2 separate regions of the Nothobranchius furzeri genome follow, and region 2 is linked to region 1. A link is a contact called in public Micro-C data. All regions are on one chromosome and are shown on one strand. The core of a region is the stretch at or near the end of the contact, and the rest is flanking DNA. Distances in the headings are between cores, read along the strand shown.

The links. A called contact is a pair of places that touch in the nucleus more often than the background predicts.
Region 2: a Micro-C map of tail fin shows a contact between it and region 1, with 15 times the contacts expected there. The contact joins the promoter of pik3c2a here to the enhancer-like site in region 1. A contact is called at or near these places in 2 of 2 Hi-C or Micro-C datasets (skeletal muscle and tail fin).

The regions. Positions count from the first base shown.
Region 1 is chr4:54,493,541-54,499,712 of NfurGRZ-RIMD1, forward strand. pik3c2a (phosphatidylinositol-4-phosphate 3-kinase, catalytic subunit type 2 alpha) reads right to left here. Exons shown (of 33, transcript XM_015963847.3): 17 at 6,028-6,121; 18 at 5,850-5,944; 19 at 5,415-5,595; 20 at 5,230-5,334; 21 at 4,526-4,618; 22 at 4,038-4,167; 23 at 3,789-3,925; 24 at 1,117-1,286. Among protein-coding and RNA genes, the nearest start is that of rps13, 19 kb to the left of the region's middle. Within about 2 kb of position 4,346, at least 1 of the 3 cell types and tissues checked has an H3K27ac peak or open chromatin away from gene starts, as enhancers often do. A contact at or near this core is called in tail fin, where this site is marked.
Region 2 is chr4:54,580,401-54,586,611 of NfurGRZ-RIMD1, forward strand. pik3c2a (phosphatidylinositol-4-phosphate 3-kinase, catalytic subunit type 2 alpha) reads right to left here and starts at 1,870. Exons shown (of 33, transcript XM_015963847.3): 1 at 1,785-1,870. LOC107388364 (nucleobindin-2) reads left to right here and starts at 5,851. Exons shown (of 13, transcript XM_015963849.3): 1 at 5,851-6,125.

The DNA of each region.
Region 1 (6,172 bases), core at 3,096-5,595:
GATGGGCCAGATGGATGGGCCTGTGGCTGGATTGGTAAAGGGCAGAGAGCTCCGGTCCGACTCAGACGCCAGCAAGGTGGAGGTGGAGTACTGGTTTGGGCTGGTATCATCAAAGATGAGCTTGTGGGGCCTTTTCGGGTTGAGGATGGAGCCAAGCTCAACTCCCAGTCCTACTGCCAGTTTCCGGAAGACACCTTCTTCAAGCAGTGGTACAGGAAGAAGTCTGCATCCTTCAAGAAAAACATGATTTTCATGCAGGACAATGCTCCATCACATGCGTCCAAGTACTCCACAGCGTGGCTGGCAAGAAAGGTATAAAAGAAGAAAAACTAATGACATGGCCTCCTTGTTCACCTGATCTGAACCCCATTGAGAACCTGTGGTCCATCATCAAATGTGAGATTTACAAAGAGGGAAAACAGTACACCTCTCTGAACAGTGTCTGGGAGGCTGTGGTTGCTGCTGCACGCAATGTTGATGGTGAACAGATCAAAACACTGGCAGAATCCATGGATGGCAGGCTTTTGAGTGTCCTTGCAAAGAAAGGTGGCTATATTGGTCGCTGATTTGTTTTTGTATTGTTTTTGAATGTCAGAAATGTATATTTGTGAATGTGGAGGTGTTATATTGGTTTCACTGGTAAAAATAAATAATTGAAATGGGTATACATTTGTTTTTTGTTAAGTTGCCTAATAATTATGCACAGTAATAGTCACCTGCACACACAGATATCCCCCTAAAATAGCTAAAACTACAAACAAACTAAAAACTACTTTCAAAAACATTCAGCTTTGATATTAATGAGTTGTTTGGGTTCATTGAGAACATGGTTGTTGTTCAATAATAAAATGATTCCTCAAAAATACAACTTGCCTAATAATTCTGCACTCCCTGTAGAAAGAAATTCTGAAATTCTAATTGTTTTTACAAGTTTAAAACATGATGGCAGGTCATGTAAAGCTCTGATTTACTGATGCAATATACTCATGAAGGATGTTTGACCTTCTCTGTTAATAAGGATGCAATAAAAATAAACAAATGTTGTTGACAGCCTGGTCCATTCTTCAGACCAAAGCACACATCATCTGAAGAGACCACATGTGGCCACATTTGTACCTTTTGAAGCTGCCAAACATCTGAGCATGACCCAGGAACTTCCCAAAGTCAATGTGAAACATGTGGCCAGTGGAGCGCAGCATGATGTTGTCATTGTGGCGATCACAGATACCAAGTACGTAGGTCGCTACGCAGCAGCCAGCGCAGGAGTAAATGAAGTTCTCTGATGCCTAAAGGTGGAAGAGAAGCGTTTAGGTTAGCAAGGTTTTACCATAATGCGGTCTAACACTCAAATTACTTAAATTTAGCTTTTTAAGGGCTAGGGTTAGAGGTTTAATTTATAAAACTTTGAATAGAATCTTTAACTAATTAATTCTCTGATCTATGAAACACTGCATACACACAGAGAACATAATACACACAATACAACCAATTATATTTAACAGATGTGGGTTTAAACTAGGGATGTCCCGATCAGGTTTTTGTTGCCTTCGAGTCCGAGTCATTTGATTTTGAGAATCTGCCGATACCGAGTCCCGATACAATACTTTTGATACATAAAAAACAAAAGACAAAAAAAAAAAAGAAAAGAAAAGGAAGAAACAGTTCCAGAATGTTCCTTATTTTTTATTTAATTACCTTTTTATTTTAATGTTTAACAACAATCACTTCTGTGAGGTAGCTTGAACAATCAAGTAATAAATAACATAAATTCTTCACTTTTGGACTTTATTGCAAATATAAAAAGTCTAATATAAAAACAGATGGCACTTCAACTTAAAATACCTGGCAGGGGTCTATTTCGCCCTGGCCCCCAAAATGCTTAGATACGTCTCTGGGCATGGGACGGAGTTTTGAACAGTGTTGCCAACTCAGCAACTTTGTCACCGTTCCTAACGACTTTTTTTCCAAAAAGTGCCTAGCGACATTTCTCAGGACCCGTTGCTACTTTCTGTAGAACTTTCTTGTAGATATTCCCTACAGATTAGCAACAAAGAAACCATTTCCACTCTGAACCGTTCTTCCGGGAGTAAGGAAAGAGGACGATAATCTGCACGTGCACGAGGACTGACCAATCATAAACCGTTTTCGGCTGGGCGAAGACAAAGGTACAACTGCAGAGCTGGAGACCGCCGACGTACGTCTGCTGCTGCTGCAGGCTCACGCTTCTACTAGAGACGGTGCGGGCGTCAACCTGCCACCTCTGGTTCTGCAGCCGTCAGACACTTTGGTTTTTCCTACATTTGGCAAATAAAGTCAACGGGAGTTTCAACTACCGTCCCGTTTACACACGCAGCTCTGTGGCTCATCTGAATTTCCTTCAGTGACACAGGGATGGTTACACTATGAGACACCTGCTCCCCTTTGCTCGGTGCGCCGTTATTACCACGATGGAGAGAATACACAACAGAGCAGCTGAGAAACTTTGAAGTGTAAAAAACCAGCTTTTTAGGAAAATGTCTGTGAGAATGAGGAGAGCAGGTCTGAGTTATATCCTACAACAGAACTGTTTGGATCACCACACCATATCTGTCTTAATGTCCCTTTATTGATACTTTTGGAATTAATTTTAAATAACAAAGCAATTTGGGCCATTTTAATCATACTAATCAATAACATTAACACATAAAATAGTTTTTTTATTTTCCTCCCTTTTAGTTCTAAAAAGACCATCATGTTTTTAAAATCTTCAGTACATACATACATACATACATACATATATATATATATATATATATATATATATATATATATATATTTTAGAAGCTATGGGGAAAATGAAAGCCAATCTGGCGTGATGACATCATGAATATGCAAATTAGCATTTGACATCATCTGGCGACATCTGGGTGAGTTTCTGGGTCAACTTCAGCTACTTTCTATCAGGGGAAGTTGGCAACACTGGTTTTGAAGATGATCTGAATTGTATCAACTATATAAAAACTACATGCTGATAACTTATTGCTTCATACAGGTACAAACGTGTAATGGGATCAATCTATCTACATTTTATTTTTTAAGAACTTTGTTTTGTTTTCTTGGTTTTTATTTTCCTGCCTTCCTGTCCTGTCTGTCTCTGCTCTTCCTGCATCTCCCAGTCCTCCAGAAAAACTCCTGCCTGCTTCCTTCTTTTTCACCTCACAAGTAACTTTTTAACTAGCAGATCAAATTGATCTATTGACCGCAAAAAAAGCGGAGTGTGTGCCGCGCTGCCCGGCTGCGCCAGTGACGGGCGTTGCAGCGCGAGCGCGACCAGACGTCATGCTCAAATACAGACAGAACTTACCAGAGAGAAAATGAACAGACACGAACGACTGTGTGTTAATTACATATTTTTTGGTGACGCCACTTGGAAACTTAGGAAATGTTACTGTGGCCGTGTGCACAACGCAGCTGGAGTTCGTGAATAATCAGCGGTCTGCCTGCCGCTCTGCTCAAACGAATCCCCGCTACTCTGAGTTCATATAAATAATATAATAAAGGTAGAAACTGGATCTCTTTTGTGCTCCTTCTGGGTGTGTAAGTTAAGGGCATCAGGGGAGCCTGACAACCTTTAAGGAGAACCAAGTTCCTCTCCTGTAATTTGAACCCAGTATCCGAGCCCGGATCTGGAAGTAAACCCGAGTCCCGATCAGTCTGAAACCACGTGATCGGGGCCGATTTCCGATCATGTGATCGGGACATCCCAGTTTAAAGTTAATCTACGTAACTAAACGCTGTTCAGAGAGTACCTTCTCATATTCATCCTCAGCAGGATTGTATTTGCGAAGCCATTCTGCCAGAGGCTTATCCTTGAAAGATCCGGTGACTCCATATTCTACCTGAATCTTTCTGAGGGTGTCAGAGAACGGCACCAGCTCCACCATACCTGCACAATATGAGAGCTTGAATCAACATAAAAACTCACCTATGAATGAAGCTCTCTGTGGTAGAGCTAAATGAATGCTTAACTAAGCAGAGTAGAACTTTTGCTCAGTTACCTCTGTCCTTGCCAGTGGAGACACATTTAAAGTGTACCATGCGGAGATCCAGCCCCTCCTGCAACCAGATACGGTCCATAATGCGAATCATCTGCAGAGCCAGCATGTCCTGCCTCAGGTCTTCTCCCACCTGACACACACACACACACACACACACACACACACACACACACACACACACACACACACACACACACACACACACACACACACACACACACACACACACACACACACACACACACACATTGAGATCGACAGGAGTAACACAGTGGCCCTCAATTTGGCCACCAGAGGGCGCAGTGTGCTGATGAGAAGAAATGGAAACGCAGCTTGTTGCAACAAGCCTGGATGTACTTGAGGACTCCCTGGCCTAAACTAGTGAATAATGATTGTGGTGTATATAGTAGAACCAGCTCCCTAGAACCTCTTATGAGTGAATTATTTTGAACCTTGTTCTGTTCTCTGAGTGTAAACGTACTCATTACCTTAAACATGACGTTGATCTCCTCTCCCAGAGGGTCGGCATTAACCAAGGCCAGCTTTAGGGGAACTGCGTTGGAGCTGAAGAAGGAACAGGCCTTCATGCAAACACAAGAATTATTATTTAATCAGTCAGAGCACCTTTCAGGAACACTTCTGCTTCTGTTTTCCAACAAATTCAAGAACAGACTTGCTTATCTTCGTTTTTTCCTAAGAGATAAAATCCAGAATGCTGGGACGGATTCTCATTCAACCAGGCAGCAGCGACTTGTAACAAACCAAATCGGTGCAAACTGGACTTTAACTCACACACCTGAAGCTGTTGGGTTATTACTTCCTTTTAAACATGAAGTTGTGCTGGACCAGATGCTTGATGCTTTTACACTGAAGTATCAAAACTGAACTCAGGCAACATTTGATTGACCTGAGCCTTACAAGAAACGCATAAGAGGTCTATATTTACTTAAACTAGATGTTTACTGCCTACAAGCTGCTGATCCATAAAAGATGATTGATGATTAACACCCCCCCCCCCCCCAACCCACCCCCCCACAATATTTTGGGTCTATTTAATGATTTTAAACACCCACAGTTCCATTAGAGCCAAGCAGAGAAACTTTTATCTCAAAAATTTCCAACAAAATCATCAAGTTTCTCTCCTTCTGTTTCCAGAGCATTATGTTTGGTTCATTTGTGATTCCAGATCCACCTTCATGTTCAGCTCTTTAGCCACCAGACTGGGACTGAGAGGAAGTCTGCAGCGGTTTCTCTGGAATAAGTTCTGAACATTCTCAAGTCCCTCCTGGAGGGCGACCTAAACAGACACAAACATACAACATAAACGTAAATCCAGCACACACTTTAAAAATCACGTATATTTAGCTAGTGAACTACCTGCCGTGTGGACCCCCCAGCCTGCCGGACCCTCTCAGCCACAATTCCCAGCAAAGTGACCAGGTTAGTCTGTTTCTCCAGTTCGGCCCTCAGTTTACTTCCACACAGACACAGCAGGGAACCCATAACCTGCTCATAGCGCCACCACCAGGCAGGGTCCTGCATGGCATCCTTCAGCAGCCTGAGGAGACATCACACCAAACTCACATTAAGAAATAAATGCACCGCCTGTTTACTTGTCTGATGAATAAATCGTTTCAGAAGCTTGTAAATTTAGATGTGATGGAGCTGCTACTGCACATCAGACTCTGGGGGCTTTTAATCTCCTTTCAACACATTTTTATTCTCTGGTTTTTATTGCAGTTTGAGATGCTGTGTGTGTTGTATGTATGCATATGTTAGGTTTGTGTTATTTCAGTTCTGCTGCAGACTGACCAGTACAGGTGGTGGGCTATGATGATGTTGCCTTGTGCTCTGGATAACAGGAACATGACCAGAGCATTCTTTAGGTGACACTCAAACTTTATTGCCTGAAAGAGCCGAGAGAAGCATTTTTAACTATAATTGTAGAACTTGTGAATAAAAAGGAGAAGTTTCTTTAAAGCGTGTATACCTGTACGAGCTGAGGAAGGTAGTCAGCCAGCTCATCATCACTGCTTTCCTCAATCCAGCTTACTGCCACACTTCTCACTTCAGTATCTGCAAACCTATATGATCGCAATTAATCAAAGTCAAGTTTCCAGAACCAGAACCCCTCC
Region 2 (6,211 bases), core at 620-3,119, 84 kb after region 1:
TCTTTCTTCCCCTGGTTTTCTTTGCCTCCCCCTCTGTTAAGAGTTACGTTAGCAACATGTCCCGGGACTATCTGATCAGCTGTGCGAAAGCCAGCAACAATGACAATGTAGCTGGAGTTACTAAGTATTAAGACCTGGTTAAGTCGTCTTCACCAAAATGAACGGATGTGAAAGGTGAAATGGATGGTGTAGGTCTCTGCAGAAACATCTTTTCCTTTGACAATGAGAAAGCATACTCCGTGTACAAATTAAAATGTGTAGATTTTTACCAATGGTGACATCCTTTAATCACTAGTCCAGAAATTCTTGAGCACAGACAGAATTGGCATGGTTTTGCCAAATAAAACAAAAACCACCCAACTTCTCTGAAGTTACACTGAAACACCAAATCTTTGTAGACGTACGGAAGGAAGAAAGAGAAACAGAGCACATCAGTTTAGAGCAGTGAGCTTCACTGTCCAGCATGTTTTAGTTGCTTCCCTGCTTCAACAGGCTTGATCCAGTGGTCGAATTGCATGTTCAAAATTTCATCAAGCTCTGTAGCAGCCTATTAATCCCCTACTAATTTAAATCAGGTGTGGTGAGAAACCACTAAAATATGCAGGATGGTGTCCCTCAAGGAATAGGATTGGGCCACATTTGTTTAGCTGGATAACTTAAATTACATCCAAATTTAATAATGGTTTCTTTCAATTTATTTACTTATCCACCAGCATGCTGTCATGATTTAAAACAGTGCTAAGATGGTGTGATCTTGTTGTACCTTTCATGGTGCAGACCTTGGTCAAATGTAAAAGATTTGTGTCCCATAGCAGATCAGAAGTGCAGATGTAAGCAATACATTGTTTATCAGCTCAAAGTACAGCTCACACACTTTAAAAATAGAAAATATGTAACCAAGTCCTAACAGTATTTACAGATTTGTAAGGCTTATGTAATGGTTCTCTGTAAGTGGCAACACAGTAGAGAAGATCAGCAAACAATGTACACTCAGCCTGGTGTAAAAACTGTTTTTAGTCAAACACAAACCTATGCAGGTTTTAAAATCCATACTCAGCCTTTTGTTTTAATTAAAACAGACTGAACAATAAAAATAGCTACCACAAAAGTCCATCTTATCAAGTTTGTGTTAAATACTTAAGACCAATTAAACACATTTTATGTTTTATAACGAATATAATCAGAAGTTAGCGTTGAATATTAATCCCTTAATCTTTTATAGGTTGAGATATCTAGCTAAATCTTCTCCCCTGACACCACACCGACTGATGTCAGGTTGTCAATAACCTTTGTTCACATTAATGGTATCTAAAAACAACATTCACAATCATGTAAACATAACAATAGTCTAAAAACGGAAACTAGAATTTTATTTTTTATGATTGCCAAGTTAGCTCCTTCAAGTGGCATTTTTGCTACTTTTAGCCGCTTTATTGTAACTTTAACATTAGACTTTGTTTCATGCTAACGTAGCTCCTAAACTTAAAACTTACTCGGACAGTTGGCAAACATCCTGCTCCAGAAATCCGACTGAATCTAGCTAAACTAGGCTGACTTGTACGACTGCTCGCTGCTTTAAGAAACACTAGTTTAATAATTTAAAAGTACTGAGGCAACTGCTTGAGTTGCTTTGGACCTATCAACTAACCACAACAAGGAAGAAAGAAGGCTTTCTCAAAGCGGAAACACTTACAGTAGAGAAAAACTGCTAAAGCTAACCCTAAGTAGCAACAAAAGGAAACTTTTACACTCAGACAAACGCTTTATAATGATCTGTTTCTCACCTTTTAACGGTGCGGTGTTTGGAGCCATTTTTCCGGCAGCTGCATTTTTCCTTCCACTTGCACAGAGGAGAGACGTCAGTTCCTGTTGAGCGAACGCAGTTGGATAGCAGCGTTTCTGCTGTCCCGTGATCAAACAGCGCCCTCACGTGGTCTAACCCTGCTAGTGTCTAAATTAAATTAAATTAAATTAAATTAAATTAAATTAAATTAAATTAAATTAAATTAAATTAAATTAAATTAAATTATGTGGCTAATCTTTATTTTAAAAAATAATAACTGGAGCTATGGTATGTTCATGTTCTCATGCTACTAGTGTGTGTTTACACAGTGAATACTATGTGTGCAGTTTTGTGCAAAGTACTCAGCTAGTTTAAAACATGTTGTATTCATACTGTTTTTCCCCCACAAATTTTCATCCAGAGAAATGCTTCTTTGTTCCTTAAACTACAAAGAAGCAGAGTATGAAGTAGAGTTTATCAAAACATAACTGATCATTTATCATGTTATTGTGAAAAATGCTTAAGACATCACTGTTTGACACTTTCAAGAATATTCTAATGCAAGTAGGGTGAATTTCAAAATGTATAACACTGATTTATTGAAGGATGATCTCACCCCCCCCCCCCCCCCCCCACACACACACACACACACACACACACTGCTCATCTATTGGAACTTCTTTTTGAACCTGCACCTTTCTTTGTTCTCCAACTCCCAAAGTTAAAATGTGAGGAATGGACAAAAGGCATAAAGTCTGAAGATCCTTCAGAAAACGTGAAATATAAATCATTTCAACATTATACTTCAAAGCCTGGCTTTGTGAAAGAGAGGAAGACACTTTGAAGTGACTTGAAGATGACATATTATGCAAAGGTCAACTTTTGCATTCTTTTGTGCTGTCATGTGGGTCTCTACTAGCTCTATTATTCCCCCAAACATGAAAAAATGTCCATCAAGTTTTATATCAGTGTTTAGTTTTAGGAATTATTTGCACAAAACAAGCCGTTTTAAAAAGTCCCAGTTTGTGACATTACAAATGGAGAAGTTGCAATATAAACACTTCTCACATGCAAGAGAGAGCTGATGCTGCAGTGGCTCTACTCCAAGCCCCTCCCAGATATCTCAGCTTATAGCCGCAAATCAATCAATCAGTCAGAATTTATTTATAAAGCGCTTTTCAAGCAAAGTGTGACTCAAAGTGCTTTTCAGAATTAAAATGACCCCAAATTCTCATAACAGTTTGAAAACATTAACACACACACACACACACACACACACACACACACACACACACACACACACTCACACACACATCAGTAAAAATTTATATTTGGCTGAGTCCAGATGAGCCAAGTAAGATAAGGCAAGGAAACGCCATCAGAGGAGCCGTCTGTCCCGGTAGCATCAGGTCTTCCACAGCAACTAAGTAAGGATGCTCACAGGTCGGGGAGCATAGACCCCCACCTCTACTTAAACACTACCTATAGAGCGCCCAGGAAGCAACAGTCGACCACGGCCCCTGGGGCAGAGGGCCCCTACAGAGGAAACACTGGATTAAAATGAGTAAAAATATAATAAAAGAGCTAATATAAATGACAAAAGTAAGAAAATGAATATTAAATAAAATCGTATGGACAGTAAAATAATAATATAATTTAATGATGAAACTGTGCTAAAATATAATCATGTAAAACATGCAAAGCAAGTAATAAAATATAATAATGTAAATCGAGAAATAAAACTATAATAAATAATTAGATAAAAGCTAACCTAAATAGGTGGGCCTTGAGCCTAGACTTAAAAACATGAACGTTCTCTGAGGCCCTGGCAGCTTGTTCCAGAGGTGAGGGCCGTAATACTGGAAAGACGCATGAGTGTGTGTCCTGACTTTAGGGATGACCAGGAGACGCCTGCCAGAGGAGCGCAGAGGCCGTGAGGGTTTACACGGTAAAAGCAGTTCTGAGAGATAAGAAGGCCCAAGACCATTAAGACACTTAAAAACCATTAAAATAACCTTGAAATTGATCCTGAAACATACAGAGAGCCATGATTGCAATGATTCTAAAACTGGTGTAATGTGCTCCCGCCTCCTGGTCTTCATCAGGACACGTGCTGCCAAATTTTGTAGAATTTGTAAGCCTGAGATGCTCTTTTTGGGAAGAGCAGAAAGCAGGGCATTACAGTAGTCTATCCTACTGGTGATAAAAGCATGCATCAGCATCTCCGTATTGGCCCGAGGGAGAATAGGGCGGACTCTGGCGATGTTCTTTAGATGATAAAAACCTATTTTTGTGATATTTTTTATGTGTGGAATAAAAGTCAGCTCAGAGTCAAAAATCACACCCAGGTTCTTCACTTGTTCAGATGGATTAAAAGACAGAGAATGTATATTCGGTAAAAGCTTCTCTCTCTGGGCCTCAGGACCAATGACTAAAACTTCAGTTTTGTCCTGGTTGAGCTGGAGAAAGTTCTCAGCCATCCAGGATTTGATGTCTAAAATGCAGTTAAAAAATGCGTTCACTGGCCGAGAGTCATCAGGAGACACGGAGATGTACAACTGTGTATCATCAGCATAACTGTGAAAATTGACTCCATGTCTCCTATAGACACTGCCAAGAGGGAGCTTATAAAAGTTAAAAAGCACTGGGCCTAAAATTGAACCCTGGGGCATACCACATGTAATCCAATGGACCCTCGAGGAACAGGTATCTAAACTCACCATAAAAGTCCTGTCAGGGAGGTAGGATGTGAACCATCTGTGGACAGCACCAGAGAGGTCGATCTGTTTTAAACGGGTTAAAAGAATAGTGTGGTCTGCTGTTTCAAAGGCAGCGCTTAGATCCAGTAGAACGAACACATCACCTTCCGTTTATCATATTTAAATCTAAAATCATTTAAAATCTTCAGAAGGGCCGTCTCGGTGCTGTGGTTCACCCTAAAACCAGACTGAAATGTCTCTAGGACATTATGAGTGTTTATAAAATCATTTAGTTGATTTAAAACCAACTTTTCTGAAATTTTGCTTTAAAATGGTAAGTTAGATACCAGTCGATAATTGTTTAAATTATTACGATCTAAATGTTCATCTTCAACAGGGGCCTCACCACCACCCTTTTAAAGGCAGCAGGTAAGACCCCCGTCTGAAGGGAGCAATTCATCAGGGTTAAAATCTCATCACTAAAAGATCCATAGAGTTGTTTAAAAAGCGAAGTTGGAATTGGGTCCAGAATACATGTGGAGGGTCTCACTGAGGAGAAAACTTTATCAAGAGTCTCAGCTTCTACCATGACAAAACTGTCCAGTGTTTCCTCTGGTATAGACAAACATTCAGATTTATCTAAAACCTTATTGCTTAGGGAGGATAAAATATTCCTTCTGATGGTGTTCCCTCTGAAGTGGGCTGCAAACTCCTCACAGAGAGCATTTGAGGGGGTTTTCTGAAGTGAATTGGATATTCGGTTTAATCAGGAGAGAGGCGGATAAGTAATGGAACCCTGAATCGGCTCATTTCAGAAGGTTAGCCACCAGAAAGGTGACATCCCTACGGAGAGCTGAGGATCAGACTCACATAGAATAAAAATGCAGAAATTGCTTTATATAAAAGGGTTTTTGTGCAAAAACTTGTTTTGTATCCACCATAGAAATATTTAAACTTAATTAAAATACATAATAAAACATTTGCACAGCCCTGAAAACAAGCATGTTCTCTATTTTGTGCTTCACATGAATCTTTGATAAATGAAAGGATAATGTTTCACCACTACATCCATTCACCTTATTTTTTTTTCTAATTCTGATTTCTAATGTCTCCATCTGATTGTGTCATTTTTACATATGAAAACTTTAAGTGCAGGTGCACGCTACGCCAAAACTGATGAGATTGCTTTACCTACAAAACGCAACATATTTATCTAAATGACTTCCGCCCGCAGTGTAAACACCACTGAGACCTGCACGAAGGTGTTTTAATCTCTAAATTATGTGATGTTTTGCGGACAACCAGGATCCCGCCCTCGTCTGGCGTATCTGAACGCCACGTACGGTTCGTTTAAACTCAGTTTAAGCCACCGATGACTTCGACACCTTTTGAGTGACAGGTTCACCGTCCAATCAGCGTGCAACGCGACTGTTTTATGAAAGAACGTGCCTTTCCACCGTCCAATGAGAGCTGCTAGAGGCGGGTCGTTGCCATGGTAAATACGCATTTTTCCTCCTTAGTGTTGTATTAGTGGTGGACGGATGACGGCTGGAAATAAGCTCCGCTGAGTGTCAGGTACTTGGAACAACTGTGGAAGCTCGTGGAGGAATATCAAGGAAGCTACAGTAAGCATCAAATTACAAGTAAAATCATCTTTAACTTGATGTGATTTATTCGTTTTCCGTGTTGCTAGTTTGTTTTTTACATTATTGAGTTAGCTACCATCAAC